Regions from separate parts of the Ovis aries genome. Here region 2 is linked to region 1. A link is a contact called in public Hi-C data. All regions are on one chromosome and are shown on one strand. Each heading gives the region's core, a stretch centred on a gene start, on an enhancer-like site or on the middle of the called end of the contact. The rest is flanking DNA. Distances are from core to core; before and after follow the strand shown. Region 1 overlaps INPP5A (inositol polyphosphate-5-phosphatase A). Region 2 holds the start of LOC121817620 (protein enabled homolog).

Region 1 (6,147 bases), core at 214-2,713:
TCGCCCCTGGAGGTGTATCTCAAAAAGGGGTTTCTCAGTTTGCAACGGAAAGCAGAAACCTGCATCAGAGCATTCCCCTCACTCAGCAGCTTCCCTGGAGGAACGGCCGTCGTGCAGACGGTTGTGTGTAAGGAAGGTTATCAAAAATTATTTGCCAGTGAAAACTGGAAGTAATTTTAAGTACCCAGAATTAGACGTTTTCACACTGTGGACAAGCCACCTGGCGGAATAACCAGCAGCCACCGCCGACGCGCGTCCGGTTGGGCGTCGAGGTGTCGAGGCCACGCCCCTCCTGTTCCCCCGGGACCTTCGGAGTCTCGGCCTCCCAGGCCCGCCTTTCCTCTCTGGTCCAGTACGCTGATGGCGCGATCGTGACGGGGCCATGCCGCTTGGTTTCAGCCCGGGAAGGCACTCGAGGCGGCGCCTCCTTGGGCAAGACTGACCTCTCACCGGACGCCAGCCCGGACATGGGACAGCTCGGGTCTGAGGTCTCCGAGGCTGTGTCCCGGGGTCCGCGGGACCGGACAGGGTCTGGAGACGAGGCCGGAGGCCGGAGGCCGGACCTGCCCAGGGCGCGTCGGGGCCTCACTCCCTGCCTGCCTCACCCCGCGGGCCGTCGTGGGCTGCTCGCTCCCAGTAGCGCCGCCTGCAGCCGCGGTCCTGCGTGGCCGTGTCTCCCGGGCGGGAATGTCCGCAGGACTCCACACCCCGGTCTGGACCTTGCTCTGGACATGCTGTCTCAGGGGAGGCGTGCGTTTGGCAGGAACGGTCTGAGGTGAAGGCCTACCTGGCCCTGGCTCTGCGTGCCCGTCCACCGCCCCCTCACGGTCCTGCGTGGAGCCACCTTTGCCGGGCCCTCTGCCGTCCTGGTGGAGGGGCCTCTGCGCCCCTGCGGTTCTGGGCAGGGCTGGGCAGCCATGTGGCCACCCCCTCGCCCCAGCCTGCTGGCCTCTGCCTGTCAGAGGGAGGGAAATTTAATTTTTACAAGATTAATGGCGTTGGAGTAATATTTTTAGCTGAGTGTGGTTCAAATAATAGGCCATTAATTGAAAAAGGAAATTGAAATGAATTTATCTTGTACATAAATGCTGTCACAGGTATTAATAGGGATCAGAAAATAGTAGCCTGTTCCCAGAAAGGGGGTGAACCTGCAGCTGCCCCTGGTGATGAGCACGAGGTGGGGGCCCCAGAGCCCGCAGCAACAGTTAAGAGGGGGTCTGCAGCCTGGGGGAGCTGGGCCCGGTGGGGACTCTGGTTGGGGGGCAGGGCGCTCGGGGGGGGCGGGGCTCTGGCTGGGGGGCCGGGGCGCTGTGGGGCGGGGCTCTTGTTGCGGGGCGGGGAGCTCTGGGGGGGGGTGCAGCCTGGGGGAGCTGTGCCCTGTCTCGGGGCTCTGGGCGGGGCGGGGCTCTGGTTGTGTGGTGCAGCCGCTCAGCAGGGGCCTGCAGGTCCTGGTCTTCACCAGGAGGTGGCGCCAGAGCAGCACTTCCCATTCCAGCCGGAGCTGCTGGAAGCGCAGATTTTAGACTTAAACTGATAACGCTAAATTCTGTCTGCTCGCGAAGACCGTCCTGAGTGGCCGCTCACTGAAGCAGGTGGCTCATGTGGTCCACTCGGGCCTGAGGAGACGGACTGTCCCCCACTGGCCGTCCTGGGCGGCTCCGCTCCCTCTGACCCTGCCCGCTGGCCAGTCCCCTGCCTGCCTGTTTCCTGGGAGGTCTCCTCCTTCCGAGGTGCCCCAGCCTCCCATCCCCCATCCTGCTCCTGCGAACTTCCTGACTACCCTCACGGGCTGACTGCCCGGCCCCTGGGTGACCACGCTGTGAGCTGGAGGGACTGGCTGGAGCCTGCAGGCTGGCCCAGGCCCCTGGCCCCTAGACCCGTGCCTCGGGCCGCGGCCACCTTGCTGGGCTGTGTCCGCCTTCTGCTCTCTGCGTCTGCCCCTTGGATCCAGAGTCTGGGAACACCAGGTCTGTCCCTGAGCGGCCGGGCCTAGGCCTGCTTCAGCACCTACCAGCTGCTCGGCAGACTGTCTGAGTGGGTGGGCGGGGCCCGGGGCAGAGGGCCTGGATCTCAGAGGTCTGGCTTTGCGCACCTCGAGCACCGCTGGTTGGGTGGGTTTCCCTGGTGCAGGGGATCTGAGCCTGGGGCCTCCACTTTGGAGTCGGGGAGATGGAAGGCTCATGCACAGTTGGGGAGGTGGGGGCTGGGATGAGCTGGAAGCCATGGGCAGTGGGGTAAGACCCCACGAGGAAGGGGCTGCCCCCCAGGTACCTGCCCTCCCCGGCCCTGATTCCCGCCCCCCCCCGGGTCTCCCTGAGCGGACGTGGGCCTCTCTGTGCCCAGGGGTCTGGACAGGGCGCTGCTCTGGGTGGGGAGGGGGCTGTGCCACTGACCCCATCCTGGACAGCTTCGCCCCGGTGTTTTCTGTGGTGCAGTGGAAAGCGCCCTGGGTTTCCTGGCCGACTTCCACACCTGACACCCTGGTGGTTTTGTGTTTGTCCGGAAGAGCCAGGATGGCCCAGTTTTCATCCCTCATGAGGCTCAGATGCTGGCTCTGTCCCCACCACAGCAAGTACGCCGTCAGGGGACCCTGGGAGCCCCTTGCAGTGTGACTGGGGGGGCCTGAGGCCCTGCCCACCCGCTCCCTGCTCCCAGAGCCCCTCCTGGGGTGGCTGCCGGGCCCTGGCACCGCCTGCTAGGGACAAGCCTGGTGGGGGCCGCGAGGCGTGAGGTGAAGCCTGTGGCCACATGCCTGGCTGGTCCTCACCCGCTCCTGCAGGGTGTTGGCAGGTGCAGGAGACAGGGTGGGCAGGGCTGACCCTCCTAGCCTGTGGAGGTGCCGCGTGGTGGTCCCGCCCAGCGCAGGCGCCGGGGCCAGGCTCCTGAGGGCTCTGCGCCTGGCTTTGGCGAACGCAGCGTTGCCCTAGAGCACGGAGGTTCTGACTTCCCCTCAAAGCTCTGGAAGTGGGTTCCATCTGGACAGACGGGTCAGCCTGCTGGCACCTGCCTCCCGAGTGCCCGGGCTGCGCGGCTGCGCCTGGAAGATGGAGGAGGCACTGCCCACAGCCTGGCCGGCCCCTGCTCCCCCCACCAGCTTCCATCATCCCCACCGGCCTGGACCCTGGAAAGAGGCACTCTCCTGGGCTTCGTGGGTGGGCAAGAGTGTGGCCAAGTCCAGTCCCACAGACATGGACTCGCGGTTCTGGGGGTCTCCCAGGACTGGGCCCTGTTGGCAGGGGGAGGCTGTGGCGTCGGAAGAAGGGCCGTCTCAGGTCCCTGCAGGAAGCCCCCTCCCTCCCCGCTGACGCTGAGGTCTGCAAGCTGCTGTCCCCATTCACCAGGCGAGCAGCCCCCTGTGGCCTGACTGTTTCTCCCTCGTGATCAGACCAGAAGACCTGGGTCAGGCCCTGACGTCCGGGGTGGGGGGTCTGTTCACACCGAGGGGTCCCTTCCTGCCCTGGGGGTCCTGCCGTGCTCCCACTGGTGGCTGGTGTCCACTCTGGTGGCTCCTGGGCCCAGGACGCCTGGGCAGCAGGTCACCAACACACTGGCTCCTTCCTCCCTCGGCGCCGTGTCTGGGGGCTCACAGGCCTCAAGGGTCCGCACTGGGCCCGTAGTCTCCTCCAGTAGGGTCTGGGCCCTTCCTCCAGCCCGGGGCACCTGGAGGGCGCCTGCTGGAGGGGCTGGGGTGGCGCCGCCTCTTTTCTGCCCTGCCCCCCGCCCCCTGGCCTGATGCCCGCTCCTTCCAAGGGGTCACCCTGCTCCGTGGCCTCTTCCTGTCTGCTCTCCTGGATGAGACTCCGGGGGACATTCACAGAGAACTGACGGCACTGGCTGCAGCTCTTTGGTGGGAGGAAGGGCAGGACGGCACCAGCCTCTCGGATGCAGGACGATCTGTGTTAGCCCCTCCGGCCCCGCCTCCTGCCCTGCCCGCAGGTCCAGACAGGCCTGATGAAGTGAGGGAAGCAAGATTGGTTTTCCGAGGGCGCGGGGCCCTCGGCGCTCAGCTAAATCACGGCTGCCGGCCTCGGGGGCGGGGGCGGCCGCTCCCCCTGCGGCCGGGCGGCCCCGCGGGACGTGGTGATGTGCGGCCCGGCAGCGGCAGGGCTGAGGGAAGGTGAAACTGTCATATCGATCTTTTTAGCACTAAAATATGAGGCACTTTACTCTGCTCCCCGCTGCTGTGATGCGAAAAATAATAACTTGGGTCCAAATTAAAAATATTGATCTCTGGAAGGTGCTGGAAGTAAATAAACACCTTCCGAAGTTTTCGGGTCAGCCGAGAGACGGCACTCGGCAGTAAATGTGTCCGTGTGTCAGAGTCCAGGGTTCTTGATCTGTTTTTTCTTTAAATTGATTTTTCATTATTTACTTCCTAAAAGTGTTGGAATCTGGTCCTCCACTGTTAAATCCCAGTGTTTGGGCAAATCATTTCTTTGGGGCTTATAAGCTGCGCCTAATCCACTCCTCATTGATTGATTGATTTTTGACTCAATAAGCATGCGGGCCGGCCTTATTTAGTGCTTCCGTCATAATTTTTTATGCATTTAGGCTCGACTTTTTTATTTCCCTCTAGCGGACAAGCTGCGTTGGGCTAGCCAGCGAGGACAGTTGCCTCCGGGTTGGTTTGCCTCCAGCTGGTGTCCCGCAGAGCTGCGTGTGTCCTGGCCATGGGCTCGTGGTGGGGCTGAGCCCTCCCCGGCCTCTGAGGACCCCCTTGTGCACGGGGGTGACACGGGGGTCGGAGAGCCTCCTGCGACTGCGCGCGCGCGTCTGCGATGCCGTGTTCCCCGGTGGAGCTCCCCTGCGGAGGCCCCAAAGCTTGGGCACGTCCGGGTCATCACGCGGCCCGGACCCCAGGCTTGGCCAGAAGCTGGGAGAAGGGGGGCCACCCAGGACGGACAGGAGGTGTTGTGTGGCGCCTTCTGCGTGGCCGTTGTGCGGTGAGACCGCGCCTGGGAAGACCTGGGGCTTACAACAGGGCACCTGGCCGGCGGCGTGTGTGGCTGCCCCGAGAGCCAGCAGCCGTTTCCGTTTGGAGCCCGGGATGGGACGCCGCCAAGCAGGGGAGCTCCCTGGGCTGGACTGGGGCGGGGGCAGGGAGAAGGGGGGCGGCTCTGGGGGGCTGGTGCAGGCCCACCCCGCGCTCTGTCCTTGAGGCCAGCACGTGGCGCTCAGTGCCCAGAGTGCCCCTCGCGCCTCCCTGTGCTGTGAGGAGCAGTGACCAGAGGTCCTCGGGCTGTGCCGCGGTGTTGGTGATGCTGCTGAGACATGGGAACCACGTGTGTGGGGCTGTGTCTGTCGCTCAGGTCCTCCAGGAAGGCGCCTCCCGGCTCCCTCACTGGCCCACGGGTGCCGAGTGGATGGAGGAGGCCAGCGGGGACGTCTCTGCCTCACCTGGACTTGAACCCCGACCGACAGGCCACTTCAGAGCCTGGCCTGAGTGCTCAGGGTCCTGCCCCACCTGGGCCAGGGCAAGTTGGGAGGATGGGCGGACATTCCCAGAGGGCATGCTGGCCAGAGGGCAGGAGGGCCACTGGCTGGGGCACCAGGGTGTCAGCGGCCCCATGACAGAGGCCGGAGCCCGTGGGGTCCTCACGGGCTTACTGGGAGGGAGGAGCTGCTTTTCTCCTTCCTGGTTTGGAGGCTGTGGAGTGAGGGGGACACAGCAGCGGCCGCTGTACCCACATGGGAGGGGCAGGGCCCTGGTGCGATGGTGGCCTGCTGGGGTTTGGGTGGGAGGCAGACAGAGCCCGGCCACCATGGACATGAGGCCAGCTCCCGTGGGGCTGCGACGACCCCTCCTCAGCAGGGTGCTCGTCTTGAGTTCCACCCACCCCTGAGTGTCCATTCCTGGGTCGTGTGTTTTAGCTGATGCCCTTTCCTGGATCACCAGTACCCGCCCCTTGCCTTGGGCACCACCTCCCCTGAGAAGCCAGGTTTCAGATGAGAATGCATGTCTCAGAGGCTGGTGTGCCCATAAGGTGTGCCCGGGAGGCTTGCAGAGTGCAAGGAGAAGCTCTGGGTTGCTGTCCTCCATTTCCCACCAAAGATCAGAGGACTTCCCTGGGCAGCTGCAGAAGGGCCCACGCTGGCTGCCCAGGCCCCGCGCGCACCTGGCAGGTACGGGGCCTAGGCCACAAGTAC
Region 2 (6,013 bases), core at 1,317-3,816, 80 kb after region 1:
GCGGCTCCCACTGCCTGCGTGCGCGCGCCCCGTGCTGTCCCGGGCGGCGTGCCACCGCGCGTGATACCGGCCGGCTTCGTGTGTGGTGCAGCCCGTGCGGGAGGGAGTTTCCCTCTCCCCGCAAGCTTGGCCGGGCCGCACTCGCGGGATCCGGATGCGGCTGCCCCGCAGGCAAATCCGCACCAGCCGAGCCAGACCCCGGAAATCGAGCTTCTCCGCGCTCACTGTGGCGGCTGAGCCCTGAGATCCGCCCCGGGCCTGGCTTGCGCCCCTCACCTCGGGCACAGCGTATGTCCTTTTATGCCGGGTTTGGGCCCCTCTGGGCTCCTGGAAGGCGGCGGCCCGGCCTCCCAAGCCTCTGATCTGGGCGGGAGGTCAGGACTTGGGGAGGGACCAGGGGGACCGGGGCGGGGCCACGTGAGGGGCGGGCCGGCCCCCCCTCCCGATTCTGCCGGGGGGAGCAAGTTCTGGATTGCTGGGGCTGAAGTCCTCTTGGCGGGCCAGGCGTGGCGCGCCCGGACGGTCTACAGGGCGCCTTATCCTCCTGAGACCTCGGTTCGGTGGCAGGAGGGGCACTGCCGCTCTGGGCGCCGCGCTCGGCTCCTCGAGCCCCCAGGCTCAGGCCTCTGCATCCCCCTTCCCTCCGAGGAAACAGTGCCGACCCACTCCCCTGCACCCCGGGGGAGCTTGCGCCCCGGGGCCCTCCCTGGGCTGCGGCCGGAACGCTTGGGGTCGCGAGTGGGGCTGTGCTTGGCTCTCCAGGGAGCTGGGTGCCGTGGGTGCGGGATGGGGGGATGGAGTGCCATTTGGAGGGGCCAGAGTGGGTTGGGGACGCCAAGAGCGGGGTGAGGGCAGCTGCTTCTCCATGCTGTCTGGCGGAGGGTGTCTCGGAGCCCTGTCCCCGCGCCCTGCCCCGCCCCGCGCGGGGGTTCCCAAGCCCCGGACTCCCGCCCGCCTACCCTTCCGCACGCGGTGGCACGGGACAACCCCCACCGCCACCCCCGACCCCAGCGCCCCAGTTCCGGGTGTGTAGGCTCCACCTGTTCCACCTGTCGGCCCGCCATCTCTGGGCACTCCGGGGCTCCGTGCCTCCGCTTGGCGCCTGGCCACCGCCCCACCTTCTCCTCCGGCGCTCCCGGGAGCCGCCCCCCGGATAAGACCGAAGGAAACGCCTCCCCGCCCCGGGTTGGCCGGGGGAGGAGAGTCCTGCGGGTAAGGAGCGCCTCGGATCGCGCCGCCCGAGCCGATTTCGCTGGAACGGACGGGTCTGCCAATGCCCCCTCCTGGTGCCGAAGGAGAAGCCCCGCCAAGGAAGGCGGCCGTGCGCCTCGCCGCGCTCTCGCGTTGACGTCGCGGGCAAGCGCGGAGCTCGCGGTTTGGCAGAAATCTTGACTTAGTCACGTTTATTTATCGGGTCATGCTCCCTGCCAGGCGCGCTCGGGGAGAGCCACGTGAACAGCGAGCACCACCCTGCACCCCGGCGGGCACGACTGGGTGTTGTTCAGTCGCCAAGTCGTCGGACTCTTTGCGGCCCCATGGGCTGCAGCAGGCTCGGCTCCCCTGTCCGCCAGCTGTTCAGATTCATGTCCATTGAGTGGGTGATGCCATCCAACCATCTCATCCTCTGCCGCCCTCTTCAACATTAAACAAAACCCCGCAAGTCCGTGCAGCATAGGAACGGGCCGAGTGCCCGCTGGGAAGAGGGAGGTCGGGAAGGTGGTCCCTCAGGAGGGCCAGCCAGGACCAGCCGGTGTCCTAGCCCGGACTGGGTCAGAGCCTGGCAGGCGTGGGGCCGGGGGACGGAGGGGAGGAAGAGGGTTTGTCTCTGGAAGGAGCTTGGATCCCATCTCCACGCAGATAGCTCTGGAGTTGGCAAACGGATGAAGATTTGCCATTTTGAGAGGCTGGTAAGTCGCGGAGCTGCCCCCTGCCCCAAGCACACCCTCTCGATGGCTTCCTGCAAAAGGCAAAGGACCCTGGCTTTGTCCTCCCACGTGGGACCAGTCCTCGACCTCCGGGAGCAAGAGGAGGGGACGGCACCTGGGGGCAGAGTCAGGGGGCTGCTCACCAGGGGTTGGTGGGTCAAGAGAACCAAGTGCCTGCCAGCTGGGGGCGCAGGGGTGGAGGCGTGGGGGCCCTGGAGCCGGAGAGGCCGCCTGCTGGGCGCCTGTGCTGCTGCAGGCGCTCCCAGGTTCTGCAGACGCTGAAGGGAGCTGGGTGGGCGCGAACCCCACTCCTCCCCGCAAACATCCAGGCCGGGAAAGACCGGACCCCTGCCTGTCCCGCTGGTGCCCTCGCCTGGCCGACCCTGGAAAGGCAGCTGGAAGAACCCCTGCCCGCTCCGCTCCGCTGACCCCCAGCGCCACCCGCAGGGTGACTGCCTGAAGGGTCACTGCAGGCTGAGGGTGCGCCTGGGCCTGGGCCTGGGCCTGGGCTGCGAGGGGCGGGAGGCAGGGGGCGGGGGCCACGAGAGGAGGCCCCAGCGGGGCGCTGGCCCGACCTCACCCTCTCCCCGCTGCTTGTAGCTCAGTCCTGCCCCCCACACTCCGCTTGGGTCTAATCCCCATGAGATGACCAGTGAGCCTCAGACCCAGGCCCCAGCGGCCCCCTCCCCTCGGACCCCACACCGGTCCTTCTGCTGCCGCCCTGCCCTCCACCACCCCCTGGACCACTGTCCGCTGGCTCTCGTCGTCCTGAGGCTCACTCTCTGCTTGGTACGCTCTGAGCCCCTCCGCACTGATGCACCTGCCGTCAGGTCGGCACCTAGCTGCAAGGGCCCCTCATGGCTGGGGCACCCAGGGGGCTAAGTGCTACAGGGTCAAGAAACGAACATGAACTCAGTTCCAGGCTTCACAGGGTTTTCCCAAAGCCTGGGCTCCCCCAGGGAGATCCCTGTACTCAGGTGTCAGACACCATGGGCGTGTGGAAGTCCCTGAACGGGGCTTTGAGCCACGCACCTTCCCTGGAAAGACCCTTGGCAGGTGGGAGGGGCCCAGTAGGTCTGTAAAGGAAGCGGCAGAGACCTGGGAGCAGAGGCCGAGGGGCCCGGGCTGCCCGCCCCTTCCCGGCAGGAGGCGGCCTGGACAATGGCCAGGGCTCCCGGACCTTCGAGAAGCTCCCACCCCTCCCCCTTGCGCTGCGAGGCTCTGCTTCTCTGGGTTTGAAGCCCCGCCCCCAGCCAGGGACAGCTGGGCGTCTCCCCCCTGCAGAGCGTCTCCCCCCTGCAGAGCCCCTCCCCGCGCGCCCCAGCTCCCCTTCTCCAGCTCCTCTACTTCTTTAAAAGTTATGCGTCTTGATACACGTAGGAACATCCCCAGAGCAGTGCACAGAACCACACTATTCCTTCTTGTCTGCAGACCCCCGCCTCTCTCACCACGCTGTGTGCGGGCCTCACCTTCCTTCTGAAAGAAGCACCCAGTCGCCAGGTTGAGACTGTTCGCCCGTCCAACAGAAACGGGGCGGCTGTGACCACGTGGCCTCCCGGCACCTGAGGCTGTGCAGGGCTGCACGGTCACCTGACCTCACGACTCTGGGTCACTCCCTCCCGGGGGCACATGGCCGCAGGCCTCTCGTGCCTACTGGGAGGTTCCCACGTACGAACAGACGTCCACCCTCCGCTGACGTAGGCCCAGTTGTTTCCAGGTTCTTCTCAGGCAGCTTCTTAAGAGTCTGGCACTTTGCAGTTTCCTTGACTGGGGCACCTGGGCTCTGCAGGGCGGCCCCATCTGATGGGCGGCGGGCCGCAGCCTCTCCGCCCCTGTACGGGGGCGGCGCTGGCCACACCCCCGCGGCCCCGCCCCCCTGGGCTTCCTCCCTCCCCGGGGCCCCGCCCCCAGGTCCGCTACCCACCCCCTCACACTTTCCACGTGAACGTCCACCCGGCACCAAGGCTGGGTCACCTCCTCATTTCCAAGGTCCTGCAAGGTTCTTGGTCCAGGACAGGCTCTGAGCCACCAGGGGCCCAGGCTGCTAAGAGCTCGAGTAAAGGATTGGCCCAGAGTATCGGGGGCTCAGGAGAGAACGGCCCCTCAAGGACAACGGCCGAAAGCATGGACACACCTGCCCCTCAACCTCTCCCCCTTCCACCTCCAGGCCCGTGGGCGCCCCGGCTCCGGCACCTTTCTGGGGTTGCCATTTTGCTCTGCTTTCTGCTTCTGGGTGGTGCTCGGCTCTTGTTGGAGACCCGTGGCCCCCAGTCCCTCACAGCCACATCCAGGCTGGGCGGGGGGAGGGGGGCGGGGGGGGGCTCCAGACCTCAGGAGTGCGACTCCCTCTCCCTCCCTGGACGGGTCCAGCTGGGGCACGGCACCCAGAGTGTTCTGACATGAGCTGGAAATCACTCCCCACCGCATGCCTGTGACAACGAGAGCCAGGCAAAGGAGCCCCAAGGAGGCGGTGCAGCCGCATGGCGCCTCAGAAGCGCTCCTCGGGGTCCCAAGACTCGCGTCTCCTTCAGGGAAGGACAAAGACAGGGCGGCCGTAAATCAGCCCCAAGCCCATCCCAGGCCCCCCGCCCCGGACCCCGCACCAGACGTGCAGTCGCGTAATGGTCTCTCCCCGGGGCTGCTCTCCCGGGGGTCTGACCGCGTGCCAAGCGCGCTGATTGGGCGCCGAGCGCAAGATTTGTGTGAGGGCAGCGGCTGCAGCCTGTTCGCTGCGCTCCCAGAATGGCTCGGACAGCGCTGGCCGAGTGGACGCTTCCGGAAGGGCTTCTGGCTGCGCTCCAGGCTGCTCTGGATGCCGTGGGGGCTTGCTGGCGGGTGAGGGTCCAGCTGTGCTGTGTCCAGCCCCGCCGCTGTCGTTGGCCGAGGTGGGGGGCTGCACTGACGCTCCCCCCGACCCCGCTCCCGCCACCGGCGGGGTCTGGCGCTCAGGCCGGAGCGTCCACGTGTCCCCAGGTCTTTATTAAAACGCCTCTCGGGGTGGAGGCGGCAGACAGGAGGCCAGTTAACGACTGAGCCCGACAGATGCAGGTTGGCATTATGGACAGGGTGACCCCTGCACCGTCACTGAGGGCGCCCAACAGCTACTTGGGGGAGGGCCTGCTTCCTGGAGACCCGTGAGGGGGCGGGAGCTGGGGCAGGGCCACCCCAAGGACCATTCCAGAAGGGGGTTCATCTCCAGGGGAGGAGCTGCCGCTGATGGGAAACTATTCGCACTTTCAAAGGGTCACTGGGCGGCTGGCTGGACCAGGAAGGGTTTCAGGGAAGCACGTTGAGGTCCCCGCCCCGTTCTGGGGTGAGGGGGCGGCAGGCAGGGGTCCTTGGTGGAAGGAAAGCCTCTCCCACAGGCGCGCAGGTCAGGGCTGGTATCTGCCGCGGGCTGGCACCTCTCCTCTAGGCTCCTAAACGGGGACAGCAGTCCCCCTGACTTTGAGGAACGTGTCTGCCATGTGAGGCAAAGAGCACCCCATGCCTCCTGCAATGCCTGGGGGTCTTCCGACCCCCAGCCCAGGCTGCCCACTGCCTGGACACCCCCGTCTGGGAGATGGGTCTCACAGGGCTGGGGAGGCAGTGAGCTGGGCCCAGAGGCTTATCTGCCCCAAGCCTCCCAAGGGCTTCAAAGCTGTGCAGCTGCCAGGCCACCAAACCCCTATACTACAGGGTAGGGGTGCGGGCACCCCCAGGGGCTGGTGGCCTGTGACATCAGTATGGAATTTGGTCTGCGGGACCCATGAGCTTGCATCCCACAGCCTGGATACCTCTTCCTACAAAGGGTCCCAAGAGGTTGTGTCTAATTTAATTCACCTCAGGAAGTTAATCCTCCTTCCTGGCCAGAGTTCCTCCTGCCTGGCCCGTGGGGGTCCCGGGCACACGGGGGTGTCCCGGGCACAGGGGTTGTCCTGGGCTCATGGAGGAGAGGGTCTGAGGCACACAGGGGGAGTCCTGGGCACACAGGGGTGTCCCAGACACATGGCAGGTGTCCCGGGCACACGGGGGGCTCCCGGGCACACGGGGGGCTCCCGGGCACAAAGGAGGGTGCGGGGTGCAGGCTGGGTGCTCCCTGGGTCCTG

Evidence for each region. Hi-C and Micro-C count contacts between places; a contact is called where the count stands out from the background.
Region 2: a contact with region 1 is called in a Hi-C map of hypothalamus, with 7 times the contacts expected there. The contact joins the promoter of LOC121817620 here to the enhancer-like site in region 1. A contact is called at or near these places in 4 of 16 Hi-C or Micro-C datasets (hypothalamus, liver, muscle and 1 more).

What each region holds. Positions count from the first base shown.
Region 1 is chr22:50,673,273-50,679,419 of ARS-UI_Ramb_v3.0, forward strand. All of the region lies in intron 3 of INPP5A (inositol polyphosphate-5-phosphatase A), which reads left to right. Among named protein-coding and RNA genes, the nearest start is that of NKX6-2, 74 kb to the right of the region's middle. Within about 2 kb of position 1,464, at least 5 of the 54 cell types and tissues checked have an H3K27ac peak or open chromatin away from gene starts, as enhancers often do. A contact at or near this core is called in hypothalamus, where this site is marked.
Region 2 is chr22:50,751,795-50,757,807 of ARS-UI_Ramb_v3.0, forward strand. It overlaps LOC121817620 (protein enabled homolog), which reads right to left and starts at 2,567. Exons shown (of 3, transcript XM_060404595.1): 1 at 2,546-2,567; 2 at 2,069-2,500; 3 at 1,387-1,957. The coding sequence starts at 2,567. The coding sequence ends at 1,725.